Regions from separate parts of the Mus musculus genome. Here all the other regions are linked to region 4. The links are chromatin contacts, called in public HiChIP or PLAC-seq and promoter capture Hi-C maps. All regions are on one chromosome and are shown on one strand. Each heading gives the region's core, a stretch centred on a gene start, on an enhancer-like site or on the middle of the called end of the contact. The rest is flanking DNA. Distances are from core to core; before and after follow the strand shown. Region 1 holds the start of Stag3 (stromal antigen 3). Region 2 holds the start of Pilrb1 (paired immunoglobin-like type 2 receptor beta 1). Region 3 holds the start of Zscan21 (zinc finger and SCAN domain containing 21). Region 4 holds the start of Ache (acetylcholinesterase).

Region 1 (3,159 bases), core at 134-2,633, 990 kb after region 4:
GCCCCTTCAGCCCTACCTGAACCCTCTTTTATTGTCCCTCACCCATCTCAGCTTCACTCCTATTTGTAATGGGATCATCTATTGAACAGCTGCTTTGAGGGCCATATTAGTGACCAGAGGGTCTTCAGGTAACCCTCCCCAACACTGCACAACCCACTCCTCCAGGGACTTATGGGACAACTATGGAATGAAGAACGGGATTTGTAGGGGTGGGGCTACTTGGTAAGCAAGAAAGTATTGTCATAGAAGCTCACAGGAATTGCAAGGCGATTTCTGGCTGTTAGAAAGACACTAACGGGTGTGCTAATTACAGAGAAGGGAATTCCTTGGGTGGGGACTGAATGAGAGTTATTATATGAGCAGCAGGTTTATTGTGATCCCGGGAAGGAAGTTACTGGAGAAGAAAGATGCTCAACAGATGAAACAATCATCATAATGGTCACTGAAAGGAAAGAGTTATTGTGAGATGGGGAGGACCCGTCCCCGCCCCTTCCCACCCCGACTCTTCCCTCTTTCTTCTCACCTGAGATGAGGGAGGGAGGGATTAGGTTTAAGCTATATCCCCGGGCCCCCAGCACCTGCCGAGTCTCTGCACAACTCCGGACGACCTTTGCCTCACTCCCATGTCCCGGCCCTAGACCCGGACACAGATGGAGCAGCAAAAGCAGGAGAGGTCGCAGCGCAGACATAGGTGCTCTCCTCCCTGGGACGGGGCAAAGTGGGTCCTAAGGAGGAAAGAAGAGTCCGCGGAACTCTAGAACCCCGTTCTCGGCCGCGGGACGTCTCGAAGAAAAGAATAGGAGCGTGTCCCCTAAAACTGAACAACCCCAGCACCGTAGCAGGACCAGGAGGCATCTGCGGAGACAATGGGAGCCGGGGAGCGGGACAGGGGGCGGGGCCCGAAGCGGTAGCCCGCCAATGATAAGAAGAAGCCGGCCCCAGGGGCGGGGACAGGGTAGCCGTGAAGCCAATGTGGAACGGCAACTCGGCAGGGGCGGAACACGGCCCGCACGGCGGAGGCTGGCAGGGGTAGGGGTTGTGGTCTTGAGAAGGGGCGTGGTATTTTGCTCGAAAGGCGGGGTTTGGGTGAAACTGAGCCAATTGCAATTGAAGAGCCGGACTGAAGGCAGCAGCAAACGCTCAGCCAATGGAAGGGGACATAGGAGTAAAGGAGGCGTGACCAGGATGGAGCGACTCCGCACGCGCTGGAGCCCACGTGACAGGACTGCACAGCTACATGCCTGGCGGCTGCTCGAAGCCAAGCGCGCTGAGAGGCAGGAACGTGGTTAGCACGAGCTCGCGCTGCGCCAAGTCTCGCGACACTTCTCAGCCGCGCGAAGACCAGTTAATCTCGCGCCTGCGCACGGCTTATCCCGTGCCTTCCCGCGTTTTTTTCTAAGGCTTAACCGCCCGCCACCAGAGGAAGAAGAGCAGCTGCGGCGGGCGTCTCGCGACCGAGGTGGGATGTCCACTGAGACCTGAAAGGACCTCTGAGGTGGTGACCTTTCTTCAGCCGTGTTCATCTAAAGGTCATTCTTCCAAGTTCAAACTGTGAGGTTGCCCCTTTGGACCCATAAATAGGCAGCGTTCCAACCCCCTGTCTCCACTGAGGTCTGTAGCTCTGTCTCGTGTCCGCTATGGAGGCCGGAAACCCTTTTTTTTTTTTTCGAGACAGGGTTTCTCTGTGTAGCCCTGGCTGTCCTGGAACTCACTCTGTAGACCAGGCTGGCCTCAAACTCAGAAATCCACCTGCCTCTGCCTCCCGAGTGCTGGGATTAAAGGCGTGCGCCACCACGCCGGGCCCGGAAACCCCATCTTCTGATTCAGAGAGATAAGCAGCCTCATAAACGGAAGACACCCTGCTCCCTCCTCCCCCACAGCCCAAATAAGCTTGGGGTCAACCTTATGCAGCGCGCTTTCTGGAAGTAGAGAACGCGCTTTACTCGTTGGAATGTTTGTGGCTTAACTCAAATGACACCTCTGCTTCCGGATCACGAATAGCCTCCCATTTCCTGTAGAGTCAGACAATGAGTTTCAGAAATGGAAATCTGAGGTGCTTTGCTGGTTCGGTTTTAGCAGCTGAGCCTCAGCCAGTGTACCCCTCTCTGATTCCTCTAAGAGGGATTTGTGCCAGAAGCTGCTCAGAAACTGCTCTGTGTAAACCCTCTGGCCTTGTTTGTTTACCTATATTGAAGATTGGCCCCAGATCCTCTGGCCTTATTAAATTAATTTACCTATACTGAAGATTGGCCCCAGATCCTCTGGTGTTATTTATTTATTTATTTTAATTAATTTACCTATACTGAAGATTGGACCCAGGTCCTGTGGCCTTAATTTATTTAGCCATACTGAAAGTTGGGTGCTGCCCAGAGTCTTGGAACATCTACTGCTCAGCTATAACCCCCAGGCCTCTTTTTTACTGTTTATTTTGAATAAGGTCTCACTAAGTTGCTCAGGCTACAGGCTACTCTGGAGTTCCAGGCTGACTTTGAATTTGATGAGCAACCTGCCTTAGCCTCCCAGGTAGCTGCAATTACAAGCCTACAGCATCACTCCTAGTTTCAGGTTTCTGTTTGCAAGCCCTTATAGCAGTAGTGACCATAATACCTCGATGTGGTTAGGTTGACTATTGGTTTTGGTGCTCTATCCCATAGTACTGAGACCACATTCTGGGAGAGAAAGATGATGGTCTATAGAGGGATATAGTAGTAGTAGGAACTCTTTCCTTTTTTCCTACAGCTGGATTAACATGCCTACTCTGTGGTCACCTTCTACCCAGCACCATGGCTCTTCCTCAGGCAGTGAGTCTTCCCCACTTCAAAAGTCTGTGAGACGTGCACAGATGGCCTTGTCTCCTTGTTCCTCCTCCATCCTACCCTGTGATGACAGAGACTCACAGGGAACTGCAGAGTGGTGAGTGCCGTTGGTGAGAGGTCTGAACTTGGGAGCTCCTTCTGCATCCCCAGCAGCTTTCCTCTCTGTTGTTTTCTAGCATGGTTGTAGTGTATGTGGGGCCATATGACAGTATCAGAAATGCTGTACTGAAAGCTGGATATGGTGGCACATACCTGTAATCGCAGAATATGGGACGAGGAGGCTGGAGGATAAAGAGGGTTAAGGACAGCTACATAGTGAATTCAAGCTAGCCTGGTCTGCATG
Region 2 (3,358 bases), core at 653-3,152, 570 kb after region 4:
AGCATCAGGAAAGTGGAGAACCACTGAGCTAGACACATACATGAAATGGCTCCTCTCTCTTTCTGAGTTCAAGTCCTAATATGTCTATGTAGTCAGTATTAAGACAGGAGGGCTACATGCTGAGGTCCTGACATAAAATAAGGAAAGAAAGGAAGAAAAAGGAAAGAAAGAAAGAAAGAAAGAAAGAAGGAAAGGAAGAAGGAAAAAAGAAAGAAGCAGGTATGTTAAAAGAAAAATAGGGAGCCATAGAGCAAGATCATAAGAAACAATGCAGCAACACAGATTCCCTGCTCCTGTAGGGCCATGTGCAGGAACACACAGTGACCACCCTGGGCCTCACGGCTCCCAGTCTAGGGGACTTCAGTTGCTTCTGCATCAGAGGGGCTGGAGGGATCAGAAGACAGAGCAGCCACATCCTGAAAATAGGGAAATGTTCTTTTTCATTTTCTAATGGCTGAAGATCCTGAGGAGAGAAGACAGATGTGTCCTGGGGAGCTATGAGGGGAAGTGAAGGACTGTGGTGACATGTGGCAGTTATCAGTATACCTGAGGACCCCAGAACATGCAATGGTCCCCACTATATGTTCTTGCATGTTTTCTGAGCTGAGGTTGGAGCTGTGTGGAGATGCTGCATAGAGGGATCAATTGGAGTCCTTATGTAGGGCCAAGAGAGTCAGCTACATTCTGGAGAAGTTTATTCAGCTTGAAGTCATGTGTGAAAGCTGGCAGGAGAGTAGTCAGATTTCGAACAATAAGGGAGTGAGCAGGAGGGAAGGACAGATGCTAAAGCTTAGAGTCAGGTGTGGTTCTGTGTCTGCAGAGAATGACAAGACCATAGCAGAGGTAGCAGAGAAGGCTAGTCACAACCACAAGGGAAGTGCTGTTGGCAGAGGTATGGGCAGTGCCAAGGGAAATGAATATGAAAGGAAGCTCAGAGTTGTGAAGCCTGAGGTGACAGGCACAGGACAAGGAAGCCACAGACATCAAAGCCCGAGCCAAGGTGACTCACCTTGGGTCACGTTGAGTTGGGTTCCAGGAATTGACTGCCACAACTTCATGCCTTCTGTCGACTGCAGATTAACTCGACTAAAGTACTGGGCTTGGTCAGACTCCTTCAAGTTCAGGATTCTGAGGACTCCAGATGTCTGACCCTGTGTCCAGTTCAGGATGAGCCGGCCCTTGAAGTGCTCATGTATGAAAGGCAGGGAGGAGTTGTAGATGACTTCCCCATGGAAATCCTTCCATTTCCAGGCTATGCTCATCTGTGGATCCTTGGCCAACTTCCAGGGGAAATAGAAGGAGAAGGGGATGTCGATGGAGCCACCCTGGACTCCAGAGCAGCGTTCAGGTTGGTTGACCCCAAAGCCATTTTTTCTGTTGTATCTTTCTGAATTTCCTGGGAAGGATGGGGAGACTCTGAAGCCACTGCAGGGGACAGTGACAGGAAACATAGAAAGGACAACACAGAACATTCTGAGACTTCTTGCACAGGCAGGGCTGAGACACAAGGCAGGACTGTCCCTAACGCTAGTGGGACAGGAAAGAGAGTGAAGGGTTGGGTTGGGCTCCCTCTGCAATGTTAACAGACTCTTGGGGCAGAGGGTCCTGGCTGGCTCCTCTAGCAGACACCTGTACACATGACTCCCTACTCTTCCCAGCCCCACTGTCCCCTCCTGAGGTTAAGTCCCTGCTAGTGAGGTCACTACCACTCACCAGCATGCAGACAGCCTGATGAGAGCAGAAGCAGGACCTGAGCCATGGCTGGAGTCCCTCCAGGAAGCGAGATCAGCAAAGCCATCAGGAAGGCAAGGATGCTCTGTCTAGGGACACTGGGGTGCTCAGGAGTCCAGAGAGAACCAGGGTAAAGTGAAACAGATCCCCAGGCATTCACATGTGGAGGACTGAGTTGGGGCAGGACCTCTCCATCTCCACCTCCTTGTGGCCAGCAACTTCCTTTATTGATCTGGCTTCTTCTTTTCCCATGTTGCAGAAGATCCGCCCTGTGGTCACTGACAACATAACTGGACTTTGGCCCAGCCCCCATTGTTGGCTTGGAGACAAGGCCTTGTCCTCAGGAGGCAGGGTTCTCCTCTCTTCCACCTTCATCTTCTATCTTATCTACTGTTTTCCATTTCCTAAGTGGCTTGTAATCTCTGTTTCCCTTCCTCTATTTTTCTTCTATTCTTTCCTTCCCCCTACTCAATCTCTTTCTCATTATGTCTCCCACCATGCTGGTTGTCACATTTCTCTCTAATTATCTCACCTAATGAAGTTGTCAGTTTCTAAATCACCTCAGACACAATGAGGAAGGTGTAATTAGGAAACACAGTAAGTCCCAGGCCCTAGCACAGTAACCTCCCTACCCTGCTCTTCCTTCCCCCTCTCTGTCCACATCGCAACTTGCTCTTTCTTGCCTTTCAGGGAGCCTTCCCAGTGCACAGGCAGAATCAAGGCTTGCCCTGATCTCTGTGGCAGAGCCTCCAACTTCCCTGGGTTTCTTGGACAGTGACTCTAAAGCTACTCCAGTTTCTAAAGGAGCATTTCTGCCTCTCCTCCTCCTACCATAACACTTACTCAGGAGAGGATAACAAGGATCAGAGAAGTCAAGGCACTTGTCACATGACAGCCACATGGCTCATTGACTGGACTTTAGTCACATTGAGTTCTTGGAGTCTTCCATTTCACACAGAGACTTCAGTCTGCCTGCTCAGTACAGCCTCTGAGGAGGCTCCTTCCACAAAGCTCTTGAGTGACTCCCTCTATTTATGGCCACACTAGAAACTTCTTTGGACTAAGTGGGCAAACACAGCTCTGAGCAGCCATGTGTCATTCATGATGTAAGGCCTGGGACATGGCTGACAGTGGACACAGCTGGCCTGTGACTTGGGTAGAGATATGAAAGGTTGGGGCAGAGGCTGTGGTGACCTCAGGGCAGATTCTAAAGAGGTTCATCCTGCCCTTCCCCAAGACATGATGCCATGAGCTCCCTGAAGGGCACAAACACACATGGTGTCAGAGGAAGTGGCATCAATCTCCCTGAGTGACATGTGCAGAGGCCTCTTCCCATTTCCTTAGGTTCCCTGGCATTGATCGCCTTGTTCCTGCTTCCCTGCAGCTGGCTTTGCAGCCTGCCCTCTCTCATGTCTGCTCTCTGACTCCCTTCACAGTCCCCATGGTCCTCAGATCCCTTGTTCTGATCCAGACACAAACAGTCAGGTCCTGACAGTTTGTTTTTATCTGTATTCATAGTACCCTTGGAGACACTGAGGCATAGAGCCTATGGGTGAGTTGGCTCCAGATGGAAGGTTAGTCAGATCAGGGACTAGGGATGTGTGTGTGTGTGTGTGTGTGTGTGTTT
Region 3 (3,098 bases), core at 451-2,950, 830 kb after region 4:
AAATACCTGATCACCCAACCTCCAACTCGGAAGTGCTGGGGCTACGATTGTGTACTGGCATACCTAGCTCTAATTATTAATATATATAATGTCTTCAGAGCTAGGTAAATAACTTGATGATGGAGAGAAGTGCTAGCTTGCATAAGGCATTGGGTTCTACCCCCCTCCCCCAGCACAGAAAGAAAAATCTATAGTGGTAGAACAAGCATACACAAATAGAGAATCAAAATCTTGTCTCAGCTTTGCTATCAATTTACACTCTAGTACACACTGGATCTGATCTGCCAAGACACTGCTTTCTTCATACATAAACAAGAACTCAGGCAGATTGTTCTCTGTGTTTTTGATTGTAATGGCTATTCCTGGTTGTCAACTTGACTCTATCTGGAATGAACTACAATCCACCTGTGATCCAGATCTTGAGGCTGGAAGAAGATTCTGACCTGGATCTTGGCATGGAGATCTTGAGGCATAGTGGCCATGAGAAACTTAGGTCCATGCCGGGCATGGTGGCTCATGCCTTTAATCCCAGCACTTGGGAGGCAGAGGCAGGTGGATTTCTTAGTTCGAGGCCAGCCTGGTCTACAGAGTGAGTTCCAGGACAGCCAGGGATACACAGAAAAACTCTGTCTTGAAAAAACAAAAAACAAACAAACAAACAAAAACAAAACAAAACAAGAACAACAAAAAAGAAAAACTTAGGCCCAGGAAACTAAGGCAAAGAGATCTCTGAGTTCTAAGAGCCAGGCATGGTGGTACACACTTAATCTGGGCCACACCTTCTGCTAGAGATTTGCTTAAGGACATTGGAAGAAGGAAGAGTCCCTCTTCTTCGGCTGCTTGCACTTACTTGCCAGCACATCTGTTGGAATCTACTTCTACAGACGACCAGCTGGAACACCTAGCTTCGTGGGACTGAGCAACTACTAGATTCTTGGACCATTGCTGGGGTACAGACTGTAAGTTATCACAATAAATTCACTCAGTATAGACAGACATTCCCTTAGTTCTGTGACTCTAGAGAACCCTAACTGTTACAGTGCTCATGTACACAGTGTGTTTGCAAACATGTGAAGGCCAGAGGTTAATGTTAGCTGTCTTCTTCAATTGCTTCTCTACCTTGTTTTTGAGACAAGGTGTCACTGATCTGGAGCTAGGCTGCCCAGACAACAGACTGCAGGGGTCCTCCCAGCACTCGGATTACAGGCATGTGATGTACCATAGTCTTTTTATGTGGTGCTGGAAATCCAAATGTAGGTCCTCACGCATGAGCTCTTTACTCACTCACTGATCTAGAGGCAAGTGGATCGTTTATAGAGTTCGAGGTCAGCCTGGTATACATAGAGTTCCAGGCTAGCTAGGGCTAATGACATGTTTGTCTCAAAAACAAGGCAGTGGTGGCTCATGCTTTTAATCCCAGCACTCGAGAGGCAGAGGCAAGTAAATCCCTGAGTTCGAGGCCAGCCTGGTCTATTGAGTGAGTTTCAGGGCAGCCAGGGCCGCATAACCCTCCAAAAACCACCCACCCTCAAAAAAAGAATGAACGAAAGAAAGAAAAGGGAGGGGGTAGGAAGAGAGAATGAGAATAAAAAAAGAAATAGGGGGAGAAACAGATCACAACCAGGACAGTCGCAGCCTCCGGTGAAACAGGATACCGACAACGCTCGGATTCCTAGAGGGGCGGCTGCTCCCCCTCCAGAGGGGCGGGGCTCTGACGCGCTTCCGGTGGTGCTGTCGTTCAGCCGCTGTGAGGATTCCAGACTCCAAAGCGGTTCTGAGTCACGGTGAGCCTGCGAGTCCCAGGTTAGCCTAGCGGTCGGGGAGCGTTGGCCAAAAGATTTCGAGAGGGTGGGACGGGTTTAGCGACTGTGGTTCTGGTTCGGGGAGTTCCTCCATGGTGGTTCTGGGAGATTGAGGAGGAGCGCCCCGCCCAGCCGTCGTCGGCGCCCGCTCTAAGGAAAGGCTTTTCCACCCCCGAGGGCTCCCTGGAACAAAACCCTGATTCTTTTGCTTCCGGAATCGCATTTCTAGTCTCTCCGTTATTGTCTGTTACCTGACGGAAACTGCCCTCTTTCTTCCCCAGCAAGAGCCCTGAGATCTAAACTCAGAACTAATTGTTAAGAATAAGCCCAAGTGTAGAAACCTCTGAAAACCCGAATCTCCTCAGTCTTGAGTCTTGTCCAGTCCAGGCGGGGAATTGGTCCCGGTGGGCTTTGTGCGCACTGGACAAGGATTTGCTCAAGTCTGGAAAGATTTTTAGACGATCGTTTGTAAAACGCGTATAGGATAGAAAGGTGATTGATTTATTTGGTGGCTGACATAGTTGGAAATCTGTTGAAAGGGGACACTTAAAGAATTGTGAACAACAACAACAAAATCAATACAGGAAAATTGTTTTTCAAGTGGTGGAAGGCTTCTGAAGAGAGACTGAGTATTGGTTCAGGGCTATTGAAATGATGCAGAATTTGGCTCACTCTGAGCTACTAGATCTGCCCAGTAGTTATGCTCTTCAGAATTATTGGCCTGCCTGGAAGCTTTTTGAAAATTAGTTTGCTCGGTTTGAGACGGGGTCTTACTGTATGGCCTACACTGGTGTATAATTGGTGATCCTCCTGTCTCTGTTCTCTTCAGTGCTGTAATTACAGGTATGCACCACCACGACTTCAGCTTGGAGTTTCCAAGTGCAGAGTGTCTTAAGGGCATTATCTACTACAAGGTAATAATTGCTGTTCATTTGATGCAATCTGTGATAGTTTGATTTGTTTACACTTCGTCTTGCACAGAATGAATTTGAGGCTGATTAAGGGAGTGTGTGTGTGTGGGGGGGGGACTTATAAACTGTAGAATTCGCATAAAGGAGGGAAAAATTGGGAAGTGACCAAAAGCCTGCTGCTAGACTTCGAGAGTTAGGTTTTTATTTTTTTACTCTGTGTGTGTGTGTGTGTGTGTGAGTCAAAGGATAGTTGGCATAGTTGACTGCTTCCCTTCCATTACATGGACACCAGTCTCAAAACAGGCAGCAGGTCGGTTGCATTTGTTACCCACTGAGCCATCTTGTCAGTTGAGTTAAACCTTTAGATAGGGGCTGGAGAGATGGC
Region 4 (3,542 bases), core at 551-3,050:
ATTTATGGTAAACCTGAGGCCCATCGACAGTTTATTCTTGTCCCAGGATCTTTCTTTCAGTGAGACAAACTCATAGTTACAAAGGTCAAGAGATAAATTGCCCAGCATCACCTGTTTTTGGAACAACTGGATAAGGAACAAGATACTGTCACTAACTGGACCCTGTTTATAGGCTAAAGGCGCTGAGCTTCAAGACTGGGCAGGACTGGCCTCACTCATTCCCTCATTTCCCTTCACGGTTTTAATAATCTGGCGTTACCATGCTCAGAAGCGGCGTCAGACTCTTTCTCTCCCACAGCAACAGTAACACACACCCTGTCTGTTCCTCTTTCCAGAGACACCAGGAAAGAGACAATCAAGGGTTGGTCCCACCCCAGTCCTCAAGGTCCGAATGACAGCCTCTGGCGCCACCTGGCGATAGTCAGCACGGACCCGTCGCGAGTGAGCTGGACTGCAGATGAGTTTCCCGGCATGCAGTGGCCAGGTTCTCCAGGGACAGGAGGGTTGGAGGGCGGGGGGGGGGGGCGGGGGGGATGTCGCAGTTTGGAGAGATGAAAATCGCATATCTGGGAGAGGTTGGACTCTGCGCTGGTATCTTCTGGGGACCAGCCTTTTGCAAGACAGCGCGCCTTTGCCCCTTGCTCGGAGGAAGTGACTGATGAGTGATGAGTGTCTGGGGCTCGAGGGAAAGCTCCCGGCGTCCACAGCGAGCATGCGTGCACGTGTCCCCCTACCCCCCATAGATCCACGCAGCGCCCCATATCGCGTGCGCGCACGCACGTCCCCACGCTCTCGCGTGCAGGCCAGTCGCCCACGCAGCAGCGGCCCGCAGGCTCCAGAGCCAGATGCCCCCACCCACCCCGTGAGCCAGTTGTCTCTTTCATGTAGTGATCTCGCGTGGGCACAAAACTGCACACTTCCCACAGTCACTAAGGTGCAGCTAGGTGGGAGACTCCCTAGAAGGCTGGGCGTGTGGTCTAAGGGACTCCCAAACAGGCTGGGGGCTCCAAGTGTAGGCCGCTCCCACCTGCTAGCCACAACAACCAATGAAAGCTTGGCCCGGTGATGTCATGGACCAGCCGGACCCTTGTGATGACAGCCGGAGGTCACCGGTCAGGGGAATTAGCTCAAGCCCACCCTCGGGGGTTCCGGAAGTTTCCAGAGCTGCAGCAGAGTGCATTGTAGCATCTCCCCACAGCCTTCTGCTTGCCACTATGTGGTCTGGCTTCTCAGCTGTCCCCGTGTCACCTCTTCTTGCCCACAGGGGTCTTTTCCTATAAGGGAGAGCCTGTGTTTCTGTTATTTGTTCCTACAGGTGTTCTTTCGTCTCCACAGAGATGTCCCACGTCATCTTTTCTACCAGTGTCAGCTGAAGGGGGTCCTCAGTCAGGCTTTCTCGTGTCTCTTCTCTTATTACCCTGCCCCAAGCTTTGTCCTGGTTACAGATGCCAAATATTAGGCCTCTGATCTTTCTGGATTAGAGCTGTCAGTGTGTCCTTCCGTCCGTGAAAGGCGACCGGTCTGTCTGTGACTTGTCACCGCAGGAGACTGTCGCCTGCGTGAACGGTGTCTGGTGTCTCCGCAGGCTGCGGTCCGTCTGTCACGTGGGTGTCTGCCCCGCCGCTGCGGGTCTGCGGGTCTGTCGGTCTGTCTGAATCTACCACTGGAGTGTGTCTGGGCTCCCGCTCCCCGGGGTCTCGGGGCTTGAAGGGAGGGAGGAGGGGAGGTGGCAGCCCGGGGGAGCGGGGAGGGGCGGGGGCGGAGACAGTGGGCGGGCGGGGGCGCCGTGCGGCCCGGAGGGGTGTGTGCGGGGGGCCGGAGGCGGCTGTCACTGTCGGCTCAGCCTGCGCCGGGGAACATTGGCCGCCTCCAGCTCCCGGCGCGGCCCGACCCGGCCCGGCTTGGCCGCCTCAGGTGAGTCTCCCAACCCACCCAGGACCCTCCACCGAGTCGGGACCAATCCGCATCCCGGGGGAAACGTGCGATCCTGGAACGATCGAAGCCCCCCAACAGAGCTCCTACTGCACCTCCTGCCCCGTGGGGCCTGCCTAGAGGGGCCCCTCCACTGCCTCGCACTCCTCTGAAACTCCCGCTAGCCGCTGCATACTTACTGATGATGCTCGCTGGGCCGGCCGCTGCCTCTGCGCTCCCTTCCTGCAGGGACCCCCTGAAGGCCCCTTCCCCACTCTCTTCAAAGTCTGGGGACACTGGAAGACGCCCCCTGTTTGGGGCGGAGCCCAAACTGCGCAGGTTACTGACATCCCGAATGCACCACCCCCCATCCCGAGGGCCGCGACCCCAACGTCCCTACCCAGCTGAGCCCCTTGCCAGCTCCAGGACCCCTCCTGCGCTCTCTCTCTCTCTCTCTCTCTCTCTCTCTCTCTCTCTCTCTCTCTCTGACTCTGTCTCTCTCTATGTGTCTCTGTCTCTCTCTTTCCCTCCCTCCCTCCCTCCCTCCCTCTCACCCTCCCACCCTCCCTCTAAAAGGAGGCTCAGCGGAAGCCCCGAGTTATAATTAGCCCCACTCGGGTTTCCTGGTTAATCTCCAACAACGCCACTATCCCCAGATCCAGGCGACCAGAACTGGCTGGGTGATGGGTGAACACCCGGAGGGGGTAGTTCCGACCCGGGGAATTTTGATCTCTTGGCTGGAGACGCCGGAACTACAGCAGCTGTTGCCCCCAAAATAGCGCCCCTGCCTTTGCTACGGGGATCTCCGGAGCTCCCGGAACACAGACGTCCTGGCTCGCCCTTCAACCCCCTCTGCGATGCTCACGATTCTCCAGATACCCCCACACCAAGGCTCGGGCGGGGAGCTCTGGCCTCTTCTTGGTCTCTACTGCTCCCGGTTGGCAGTGGAGGGCATTGCAATATGGGGATGCAATAGGGGCTTGAGTTCTGGTGAGCCCCACAAGGGGCGAGTGAGACAGTTGGCTGGAGTCAGGCGAGAGGGGTGCGGTTGATGTAAAGCAAACGGGTACCAACCGGCCGTACCAGAAAGAAGAGAGGCGGAGCAGGGTGGGGCAAGGTGTCGACTGGACAAGATTCCAAGATGCCTTCAGAACCTGGGACTCCCGATACCTTGAATGCCCAACCCACTCCCCAGAAGGCTTTGGCTAACCCAGGAGAGGCTTGGGCTGTGCTTTCTTATAACTTGCAAGCTCCCGAAGGGGCCACACCCGTCCGTCCATGAGGGTCCCCTGCACCTGTCCTGGGGCCTATACAAAGCCTTTCCAACCCTGTGCTGTATACTAGGGGTCTTAGCTCAAGCTGCAGGGGAAAGAGGTATGGAGGCCCTTGGAACTTGCTGGGCAAGGGAGACTATGTATTAGCCAGGCTTATCTCAGTTGGCTGCATTTGTTGCGGTATGGGTGTGTGTATGTCTGATCTTGTGTTTGTCTGCCTGTGTCGCGTCTCCTAGCTTGACTCCATTTCTCCCCTCCCCTTACCAATCTGCCACACCTCCTCTGCAACTCCTTGATAAGCCCTGGGCAAGACTGTTTCTTAATCTCCCACTGAGCTGCTGTCTTCACCCTTTGCCT

Evidence for each region. Promoter capture Hi-C pulls out the DNA fragments that hold promoters and counts their contacts. HiChIP or PLAC-seq counts read pairs in DNA pulled down with a chosen protein or histone mark.
Region 1: a contact with region 4 is called in a promoter capture Hi-C map of liver, with 3 times the contacts expected there. The contact joins the promoter of Stag3 here to the promoter of Ache in region 4. A contact is called at or near these places in 2 of 39 promoter capture datasets (both in liver) and 1 of 115 datasets of contacts at active chromatin or transcription factors (bone marrow-derived macrophages).
Region 2: a contact with region 4 is called in an H3K4me3 HiChIP or PLAC-seq map of bone marrow-derived macrophages, with 5 times the contacts expected there. The contact joins the promoter of Pilrb1 here to the promoter of Ache in region 4. A contact is called at or near these places in 2 of 115 datasets of contacts at active chromatin or transcription factors (bone marrow-derived macrophages and pancreatic cancer cells).
Region 3: an HNF4G HiChIP or PLAC-seq map of pancreatic cancer cells shows a contact between it and region 4. The contact joins the promoter of Zscan21 here to the promoter of Ache in region 4. A contact is called at or near these places in 2 of 39 promoter capture datasets (hippocampal neurons and pre-B cells) and 2 of 115 datasets of contacts at active chromatin or transcription factors (astrocytes and pancreatic cancer cells).

Annotation. Positions count from the first base shown.
Region 1 is chr5:138,279,126-138,282,284 of GRCm38.p6, forward strand. Stag3 (stromal antigen 3) reads left to right here and starts at 1,384. Exons shown (of 34, transcript NM_016964.2): 1 at 1,384-1,529; 2 at 2,740-2,913. The coding sequence starts at 2,750. It overlaps Gpc2 (glypican 2 (cerebroglycan)), which reads right to left and starts at 812. Exons shown (of 10, transcript NM_172412.2): 1 at 524-812. The coding sequence starts at 689.
Region 2 is chr5:137,856,147-137,859,504 of GRCm38.p6, forward strand. It overlaps Pilrb1 (paired immunoglobin-like type 2 receptor beta 1), which reads right to left and starts at 1,903. Exons shown (of 5, transcript NM_133209.2): 1 at 1,714-1,903; 2 at 1,010-1,396. The coding sequence starts at 1,798. Gm36551 (a long non-coding RNA gene) reads left to right here and starts at 391. Exons shown (of 4, transcript XR_001784998.2): 1 at 391-1,000; 2 at 1,252-1,348.
Region 3 is chr5:138,115,205-138,118,302 of GRCm38.p6, forward strand. It overlaps Zscan21 (zinc finger and SCAN domain containing 21), which reads left to right and starts at 1,701. Exons shown (of 5, transcript NM_011757.3): 1 at 1,701-1,803; 2 at 2,632-2,716.
Region 4 is chr5:137,286,454-137,289,995 of GRCm38.p6, forward strand. Ache (acetylcholinesterase) reads left to right here and starts at 1,801. Exons shown (of 5, transcript NM_009599.4): 1 at 1,801-1,914. It overlaps Gm42456 (a long non-coding RNA gene), which reads right to left and starts at 2,191. Exons shown (of 4, transcript XR_003955815.1): 1 at 2,112-2,191.